Regions from separate parts of the Mus musculus genome. Here all the other regions are linked to region 3. A link is a contact called in public promoter capture Hi-C data. All regions are on one chromosome and are shown on one strand. Each heading gives the region's core, a stretch centred on a gene start, on an enhancer-like site or on the middle of the called end of the contact. The rest is flanking DNA. Distances are from core to core; before and after follow the strand shown. Region 1 overlaps Cacnb2 (calcium channel, voltage-dependent, beta 2 subunit). Region 2 holds the start of Cacnb2 (calcium channel, voltage-dependent, beta 2 subunit). Region 3 holds the start of St8sia6 (ST8 alpha-N-acetyl-neuraminide alpha-2,8-sialyltransferase 6).

Region 1 (2,722 bases), core at 120-2,619, 840 kb after region 3:
CTTTCTGGCTGGTTTTCATTTTTATGATTTTTCATGTGGGTTCTGGAAGTCTAACTCAGAACCTCATGCTTGTACAACAAACATCCCACTTCCAGAACTGTCTCCCAGCCCTAATATGTATGTTTTCTTCCACTTGAAAGCAAGAGTGGGGCACCTTTAGTCAGTGGGCCTTCTTTTGTGATACAGTATGTAGAGTGTGGCCTCAGCCAGTTAACAGATAGTTGTTAGATCCAAAGAATCCGCTTTGAAAAGCGACTGTATTATTTTCCCCAATATAAAATCCTTGTGAATGTTTTAACCATGGCAGGTTCACACAGGACAAGTGTATTAATTTGGCTGCTTTGTTTCATTGCAAAGACCTCTGAATGTGTTCACCCTTAGGTTTCTTTTTTCCTTCTGTATTGGATACACAGTCAAGAAAATTTTCAAAGCAATTGTTTTTGGTTTTTCTTTGGGGGGGGGGTGGTTTATTCACAACAGTTGTTTTAAATGTTCATCACAAATGATAGGTACCCAGACCAGCCCCAAATAATTTTATTGTACTAACCTTAGCTGCAATACCATAGAATTTTAACAAAAATAAGGAGTGTTCAAATAATTGCATTTTGTGGTAGTTTAATAACTGGTTCCTTCTCCTTATTATAGGTTTCTCATGTATTTTAAAAATACGTTTAACTTAAAGATGGTCAGAAATGGTATACACATTGGTTTCTAAACTGAAGAAGTCTTGTATATAATCAGTCGTTCATTAAAGCACTACCAGGTCATTCAACTTAAAATCTCTACAATTATTCTCTGGGGTTTTATAATTGTTGAGTTTTGTTTGTTTCTGAGACAGGGTCTCTCTGTGTAGCACTGGCTAACCTAGAACTCCATATGTAGACCACATTAGCCTTGAATTTGCAGAGATCTACCTGACTCGGACTCCCAAATGCTGGGATAAAAGGCTGGCATTACTACATCAAGCTATCGGTTTTATGTTTAGATCTATAATTTTCTTTATGATTATAAAATGAATATATATATATATATATATGTATGTATGTATGTATGTATGTATGTATATGTACAGTTCAGAAAAAGAATGGCCTTTTTACTTAGATTGATACAGAGAAAATCAGGGCCTCCTTCAGGGCTTTTAGTATCATTAGTAAATGGACATAAGAACAGGCTAAGATTGAAGCTCAACAACAATTTTATTAGCAGTTAAGAGAAAAACCTCAGGGCAGACATGCTGTAAAACTCTAGCAGCTGCCTGAGGAAGTGGCTGGAGAAGAGAAGGAAAGACCCATGCTAGGTTAAGCTGGCATAAGGCTGGTGAACAAGCAACCACAGGGCAGGGAGGGGGGCCTCAGAGAAAGAGGAAGGAAGCCCAGAGTGTTAGGGGGAGCCCCAATTGTTGAGAAAACACACTAGAAAAGATACAGAGAGAAGAGGAAGTTAGGCTTTTCTTGGGAACTCAGAAACCAGACAGAAGTAGAACCAATACTCATAGTAGCAGTTGTTAAGCGTCTGGTGTAGGGACAGGAATTCAATAAGGAAAAGTACATTCTCTCACTAAATCAACAATTATACACCTGTCTCTTTAGCATAGTTTAAGATGAGCCCATTTCCCATGTGTGGGCCCTTAACCAAGATGGTTGAGCATCCTAGCTGGTTAGTTCTAGTTAGGTTTCCATGAGGCCAGAGATTCTTTTCTCTTACCAGGAGTTTTTATTATTGTTGTTGTTGGTGGTTTTCTTTTCTAATGTAGTTTATCTTAAAATGAAGTATAGAGAATTGGGATAAGAGACAGTATTGTATGAGCCCTGTGATAATATAAAGTTCTCTAACTTTGTTACTCTTCAGTATAGAGTATACCAGGTGATAATTGCAAGCTTTCGAATAGATGTTTATTTTGATAAGGCAGAATGTCAATGAACTTTTTGTGGGGAAGTCTAAGCTCTTCCATCAACATGTTGGCTCCATGCTCACACATTTATGGAAGCCATTCCTCTCACTTTGAACATATTCTCTCAAAGATTCTCTATGCTGATATTCTTAAAAGAGGACTCTAGGTCACATCTGTTGCCAGAGACCACAAACATGACTGCCTGAGGGAGGCTTGGGTGATAAGGACATTTATGGCATCACTGGACTGAAAAGCCTAGGTGACGCCAGCAGAGTGGCTCATATGTCATTAAGCACCTCCTGGAATTCCATAGCTGCCTTCTGTTTTCTTCCATGTTGGTTTTAGTCCTTACTTTAGGTGGTAGCCAGCTGGTTTCCAGGAGCTTTATGAGTAGGCTATCTAGGGCATCTTTGTGGTCCAACTCAAAGGCTTAATTTGAAAATTATTTTTCCACAGTTTTGGTTTCATCTAGTCTTAGGCCAGGCCTCAACTGTGAGCTCACTGAGGGATCAGTTGTATACAAGTCACATGAACTAAATTTAAGGAGAGGAGCCTTTTCTCAGAGGACTGTTTCCAGAGAAAGAATGAACGGACACAGGATAGGAGCAGAACTGATATCTGTTCTATTTTGAGAATGAATGAACATGTTGATGTGTTCTCAGTTTCCTTGGGATGGCTTATGAAAATACCGAGTCTTAGATATAGCTTAGGGAATGCCATTGGAACCCTTCTAGGCTTATACAACGTATTCTGTGCTCTTCTCTTTCTAAGAACAAATGGACTGCTAATGTGCCTACATGAACCTGTGAAAATATATCTTCGCAGATAAAT
Region 2 (2,742 bases), core at 53-2,552, 810 kb after region 3:
CCTTCCTTTAAAAACAAAAACAAAAAAATTCTGGCTCAATCCAGTGTATGGTAGACATCTGCTTAATGAAAACAGCTCAGTTTAAGAAGAACACGGTACTGTATTTCATCATCATAGTCAAACACAGTATACAAAGTTTACCTTAGTAAAAGGTCTCTGTGTGTATTTCAGCTTGCACAACTGTTATACTTTGTTTCTGCTCGGTGAGTGCTACCTAGAAAATTTGTATGTAGATTTTTTTTTCAGTGCAAGAAAGGTTGTCAAAGCAAAGCAGCGTCTTATGAGCAATACTAGAACGGAAAATAATTCCTTCTCCTCCTCCTCCTCCTCCTCCTCCTCCTCCTCCTCCTCCTCCTCCTCTCCCTCCTCTTCCTCCTCCCCACTCCTTCTTCTCCTTCTCATCGTCCCCCTCCTCCCCGTGCCCCTCTTCCCCTCCCCTCCTTTTAGTTTCTTTGTTTTTAATTGAAAGCTCACACAATGTACTCTGATCATGGTTCCCCTCCTCCATCTCCTCCCTACCTCTCCACCCATCCAACTACAAGCGAACCATTATTCCGGTTTTACCCTCTTACCAAGAATTTCGGGGTCCTTAAAAACCTGCTTATTTTTGTCTCAACGGTTACACTAAGACTTCTCAACTGCGGGGAGGGGGTGCGCTGGGGGCGGGAACGATATAGTCTGCTAGCAAAGACAAGCTCCTAGCAAAGACAACAAAAACAAAACAGGCCATCACAAACCAAAAAGCTAGGGCACAGGTGTAGTAGAACCAATTGTCAGGTCAGGACCATGTGGGAGGAAGTCTTAGTTCATCACTGGCACTTGTTTTCTGACTCCTCGAGTGCTTTCACTCATGCTTTTGCAGAAGTTCGGGGTCTGTCTGTAGCCTTTTTCGAATCATGGAGAGTTTCAGTTTAGGGTCTAACCCTGTGGATCTTTTTCCTCCTCTGGACTCCAGGAAGAGGAGGTGAACTGAGCAGCTGGGCCAGTTACCTCCCTAGGGAGCTGCGACTGGCTGGCTTTCGTGGCTTCGAAAACTTTCCAGCGCGAGTGCCACGGCGACGGGCCGCAGCTGAGTCGGAGCCCACGCGGCCCGCGCCTCCCGCGAAGAACTTTTCGGAGTGGCGGTGGTTTGTCACTCTCGCTTTCCGACGCGCCTCCCCCCTGGCTCGTGCTCCCGGAGCGCCCTCCTCCTGGCGGGGACCTTCCCTGGAGCCAGCCCGCCCAGCAGTCCCAGCCTCCGCCGCTCGCGGGCCCAGAAGCTCCAAAGAACTGGCGCCCCTCGCCCCGGCCACCCAGCCTCGTGCCTGCGCCACCGCCTAGTCTAGGCTTTGCAACATGCTTCAGCGGCGTCGCGCGCACTGAGAGCCTCCGATCCTGGGGCGAAGAGGAGCGGGGGACCCGGGTCGTGGAGGAGGGGACCCGCAGCCTTGGAGTCGACTTTTTGCCGATGGTCCAAAGCGACACGTCCAAGTCGCCTCCCGTAGCGGCGGTGGCGCAGGAGAGCCAGATGGAGCTGCTGGAGAGCGCGGCTCCCGCGGGGGCGCTCGGAGCACAGGTAGCCACTGCGCCGCGCCTTCTGCTGGCTTTGTGAGCCTCAGAGCCCCGACCTCAGTCCCTCCCGCTGCCTCCTCTCCCTCATCGCGAACCGCGCCTCCCCCTCCTGCTCCGGTCTCCTTCGCCACCTCCTCCCGCCCATCCCGGTGCTGCTGGGGGACCCTGCCCCTGCGCGCCTTCCACGGGCTCTGCTCCGGCTTCCATTTTTTTGTTTGTTTGTTTGGTTGGGTTTTTTTGTTTTGTTTTCTTTTGATTTTGCCCCCTTTGCTTTCTGAAAAGCCAGTGGGAAGGGGCGAGGACGACCTGCCGCTCCTCCCCGGCTTTTCCCGGGCCACGCCGCTTGGCTGTCCGCGCCCCTGCCCTGGAGAAGCACATGGAGAGCCATGGACCAGGCGAGTGGACTGGACCGGCTCAAGATCGTGAGTCCGGGCGGGCGGGAAAGGGATCCGCATCCTGCATCGCTGTTTCCGCCGCTGCCTCTGGTGGTCTCTATTGGGAGCTAGGCAGGGAGGTGAGGTGTTATGCAGGGGTCAAGGTGGGCGTGGATCCCCTTGCCTTCTCCCCGGAGAGCAGCCCCAACCCCCCTCAGCACCTGGGGCGCTGTGCCACCCAGACAGTTCAGCTAGCTGTCCTCTTTCCAGGGTTTGCCTGGACCCTTGTTTCTTTGCTGGAAGAAGAGAGCAGAGTGTTGTGGGTGAGAAAGTTTTTGTTTCTGTTTACCCCGAAATGGCATGCCATTCTAGCGGCTCCTGGGTTCCTTTCTCTGATGAGTATTAGCGGTTTCTGGAAAAATTCTGTCCTGCTGCTCATTGTGAAATAGGAGATGTCGGTTGTAGGCGTGGAGTGTGATAAGGTGGCTTTTACGTAAAGCCTTGGCAGGTACAGTTGGGATTCCAGACACCCCCAGATCTGGGCGGAAAGGAGTTCCTCAACTTTTATTCTTGGGGTAAAGCCTTCAAACCTGACACTTGAACTACTTGGAGAGTGCTGGGAAGAGGTTAGGGTGAATCCAGGAAGAATATTTCTCCTCTGCTTAATGGCTTTGGCTTGCTCATGTCAAGTCCATATTTGCCAGATGGTAAATTGTGATATTTGTATGAATAATAATACATAACATAAAATACACTGGGACGAGGTCTTACTGTGCAGTAGAGGGGTGGGAGTGAGGCGGTCCGAAAAAGGTCACAA
Region 3 (2,831 bases), core at 33-2,532:
TGGCTTTCTATATTAAGTTGTGTTATTTCTATAATCAGAATAATAGATATCCAATAATTACTGTACATTAATACACACCCACAGTAAGGAAGAAATGTAAGTTCTTTTTCATCCAGGACAAACACACTGAAGAATTGTATTCCTTCGATCTCAACACAGATGCACTTTAAAGAACAGAAAACAAAACCCACAAACCAAATCTCTCAGTAAAGATAGACAAGTGCCTTCTCTGGGGTTTTCCACACACCTTTATCTACAGAATTCAGTACCCATCTTTGAAAGTGTAGCCGATATGGAGAGATGTGTTTTTAAAGGTTGATGTGCGTAGTCTCTCTCTCTCTCTCTCTCTCTCTCTCTCTCTCTCTCTCTCTCTCTCTCTCTCTCTCTCTCTCTCTCTCTGTCAAAGACAGACAGAGACAGACAGACAGAGATATCCAGGCAAAACGCTCAAGTGAGTTCCACGGGTCTCGCAGTCTTGCCCAGACCTTGTCCATCTGTCCCTAGTGGCCTTAGTACCTGTTCCTGGTGCGTGGTACCGGGGTTGTCGGGCTCCAGAGTGTCTTCAGTGCAGCTGAGGTACCACTGGTGTCCTCTCTGCTTCCCTCCATCAACAGCCTGCACAGCCAGGGAGAAAACTAAGTTATTACACCGCGTTGGAAGCCAGTGTGGCTGGCAGACTGGGCACTGCACTCCAGACGTAATCAGAGCATCTTTGTGCACCCCAGCTCCCGGGATGGGTCCCTAATCTTGAAGTTAGACAGGAAAAATCCCATAGGACAAAACCAGGAGTAGAATGGGGGAGTCCTGGAGCCTGGCGGGAAACCTCTTCAGGAGGTTCCGCTCTGCAGCTCCCTCGCCCACAGAGGCACTATCCGGAGCCCTCCCAACCCCGACGTGTCCCTTTCCACTTCAAACCAAGACATCCGGCCAAGCGTCGCCTCTCCGCGACCCCTGATCTCCACCCTACCCTCAAGGAGCTGCTTAGTCAAAAGTCTAAAGTGGTCAGTCACCCGGATCTTTCCGGGCGTCCCCTGGAAGCAACACCCAGAGCACAGCGTGGGCGCACCGGACCTTTCAGGTGGGGCGAGTTGAGGCCGGGGAATTACCTGGAGCGGGCAGGCGCGTCGGCTGGGCACCAGAGCATACGCAGGAGGAGCAGCAGCATCAGGCTGCCTATGAGGGCGAACAGCGTGCCCCCCGATCTCATCCTGAGCCACGGGCGTCCTCGCCGCCAAAGCTGCCGGGGCGAAGCGCAGCCCGGGCGGCACCGACTCGCCGCTCCGGTCACCGCCTTCGCCGCCGCCGCCACCGCGGCCGCTGCCACGCACACCCCCAGCGTTCAAAGGCGGTGGCGCGGGCCCGCACTCTGGGGGCTGCCCAGAGCCCAGCCTGCAACAGTGTTGCTGGGCACCGAGCCGAAGAAGCCGCGTTCGGGCTCGCTCGCTTCTTCCAAGCCAGCCCCGGCCGCCGAAGCTGGCGAAGCTGGCGGACAGCTAGCGGATGACGATTCTCCAAGCTCGTCGCTTGTCCTCCCGGAGGCGCTCGGAGCCGCTGCGGGCTCTGGTCGCTGCAGCCGCCGCTGCCTCTGCCTACTGCTGCCGCCGCCGCCACGCGGGGTCACCTGAAGGTTGGGGTATGAGCGCTCAACTCCGCGCTGATTGGGCTCCAACTTTTCAGCTGCTCTCACCTTCGCCCGAGTGCGCGCTTGGCCCCAAGTGACCCACCCAATCACATTGCGACTCTGCTATGTAGCTGAGGCCCTGAGCTAGAACCTGGAGGACTGAAGAGAAGAGCAGAAAGGACCCACTTCAAAAAGTTTGCAAACTGGGTTGCTCAGTTGGATCCTCCCACGTGCCTGAAAGCTGCCAGGAACTTGGTAACGTTTGAGTAGACTGGCATTGCATGGCACCTTCCCACGACGTTCCGTGGACAGTTGACACCAAATTACCAAGAGATCTTCAAGGGCAATTTGTCCACCCACCTTTGACCAGAGTCATCTCTGCTTGCTTTAAAACAACTGTTTTATTGGACATCTTTGTGTCCAGTAATTTGTATTATTGATGAGCATGCGATTGTGTGACAGATTGACTGCTTATAAGGGCAGAATTGAGTAGTGGTGACTGCGAGTCTATAGCTCTCAAAACCTGAAGTGTTTACCATTGTTTACCAAATGTTTTTCAGAAAAACAGATTTGCCTACTGCCAATGGAGGTGATCTCTGGATTTTAAATTCTTGCCTAATCCAGAACCTAATTGGAATTATAACGAACACGAGAATTTCACCAATAAGAGAAAAATGCACCAACCAATCATAGGCAGCTAACTCATCACACCACGCAAAGTCAGTTACCTACATGTAGCCAATCAGGTGATCCCTCTACTAAGACTTTGTGCCCGCCCACCAAAAGCTTGCTGCCCACTGATAGGCAGATATCCCCTCTTCTGTTTCCCAGTGCTGCCTAATTCACGAGTCCTTCTTTGTTCAAGTAAATGGTTGACATTTATTTGTCTCAAATATTTCTTTTCTCGTAGCTATAGGTCGACATCCAGTTTCTGTGTTGAAACTCTATCCTCCAACTGTGATTTGATCCTCAACACGAGGCTGGAGAGATGGCCCACTTGAGTTGGATGAATTAGCTAGGGCAGGGTTCAGTGGGAGGATCTGTGCCAAACAATAAGGTGGAGAGTGATAGAAGACCTCACTCAATACCAGCCTCTGGCTTTTGTTCCTGTACATACGTGCACGCACACATGTATGTACAACACACACACACACACACACACACACACAGAGAGAGAGAGAGAGAGAGAGAGAGAGAGAGAGAGAGAGAG

What was found. Promoter capture Hi-C pulls out the DNA fragments that hold promoters and counts their contacts.
Region 1: a promoter capture Hi-C map of pre-B cells shows a contact between it and region 3, with 2.3 times the contacts expected there. The contact joins the enhancer-like site here to the promoter of St8sia6 in region 3. A contact is called at or near these places in 4 of 39 promoter capture datasets (the C10 cell line, liver and pre-B cells) and 2 of 115 datasets of contacts at active chromatin or transcription factors (embryonic forebrain and large pre-B cells).
Region 2: a promoter capture Hi-C map of embryonic stem cells shows a contact between it and region 3, with 2.9 times the contacts expected there. The contact joins the promoter of Cacnb2 here to the promoter of St8sia6 in region 3. A contact is called at or near these places in 2 of 39 promoter capture datasets (embryonic stem cells and neural stem cells), 1 of 484 Hi-C or Micro-C datasets (embryonic stem cells) and 4 of 115 datasets of contacts at active chromatin or transcription factors (astrocytes, embryonic stem cells and pro-B cells).

Annotation. Positions count from the first base shown.
Region 1 is chr2:14,630,427-14,633,148 of GRCm38.p6, forward strand. All of the region lies in intron 2 of Cacnb2 (calcium channel, voltage-dependent, beta 2 subunit), which reads left to right. Among named protein-coding and RNA genes, the nearest start is that of Gm32741, 27 kb to the left of the region's middle. Within about 2 kb of position 1,370, at least 88 of the 459 cell types and tissues checked have an H3K27ac peak or open chromatin away from gene starts, as enhancers often do. A contact at or near this core is called in pre-B cells, where this site is marked.
Region 2 is chr2:14,603,004-14,605,745 of GRCm38.p6, forward strand. Cacnb2 (calcium channel, voltage-dependent, beta 2 subunit) reads left to right here and starts at 1,303. Exons shown (of 14, transcript NM_023116.4): 1 at 1,303-1,555. The coding sequence starts at 1,448. Gm32741 (a long non-coding RNA gene) reads right to left here and starts at 1,582. Exons shown (of 4, transcript XR_374017.4): 1 at 573-1,582; 2 at 142-214.
Region 3 is chr2:13,792,238-13,795,068 of GRCm38.p6, forward strand. St8sia6 (ST8 alpha-N-acetyl-neuraminide alpha-2,8-sialyltransferase 6) reads right to left here and starts at 1,283. Exons shown (of 8, transcript NM_145838.1): 1 at 1,107-1,283; 2 at 517-615. The coding sequence starts at 1,207.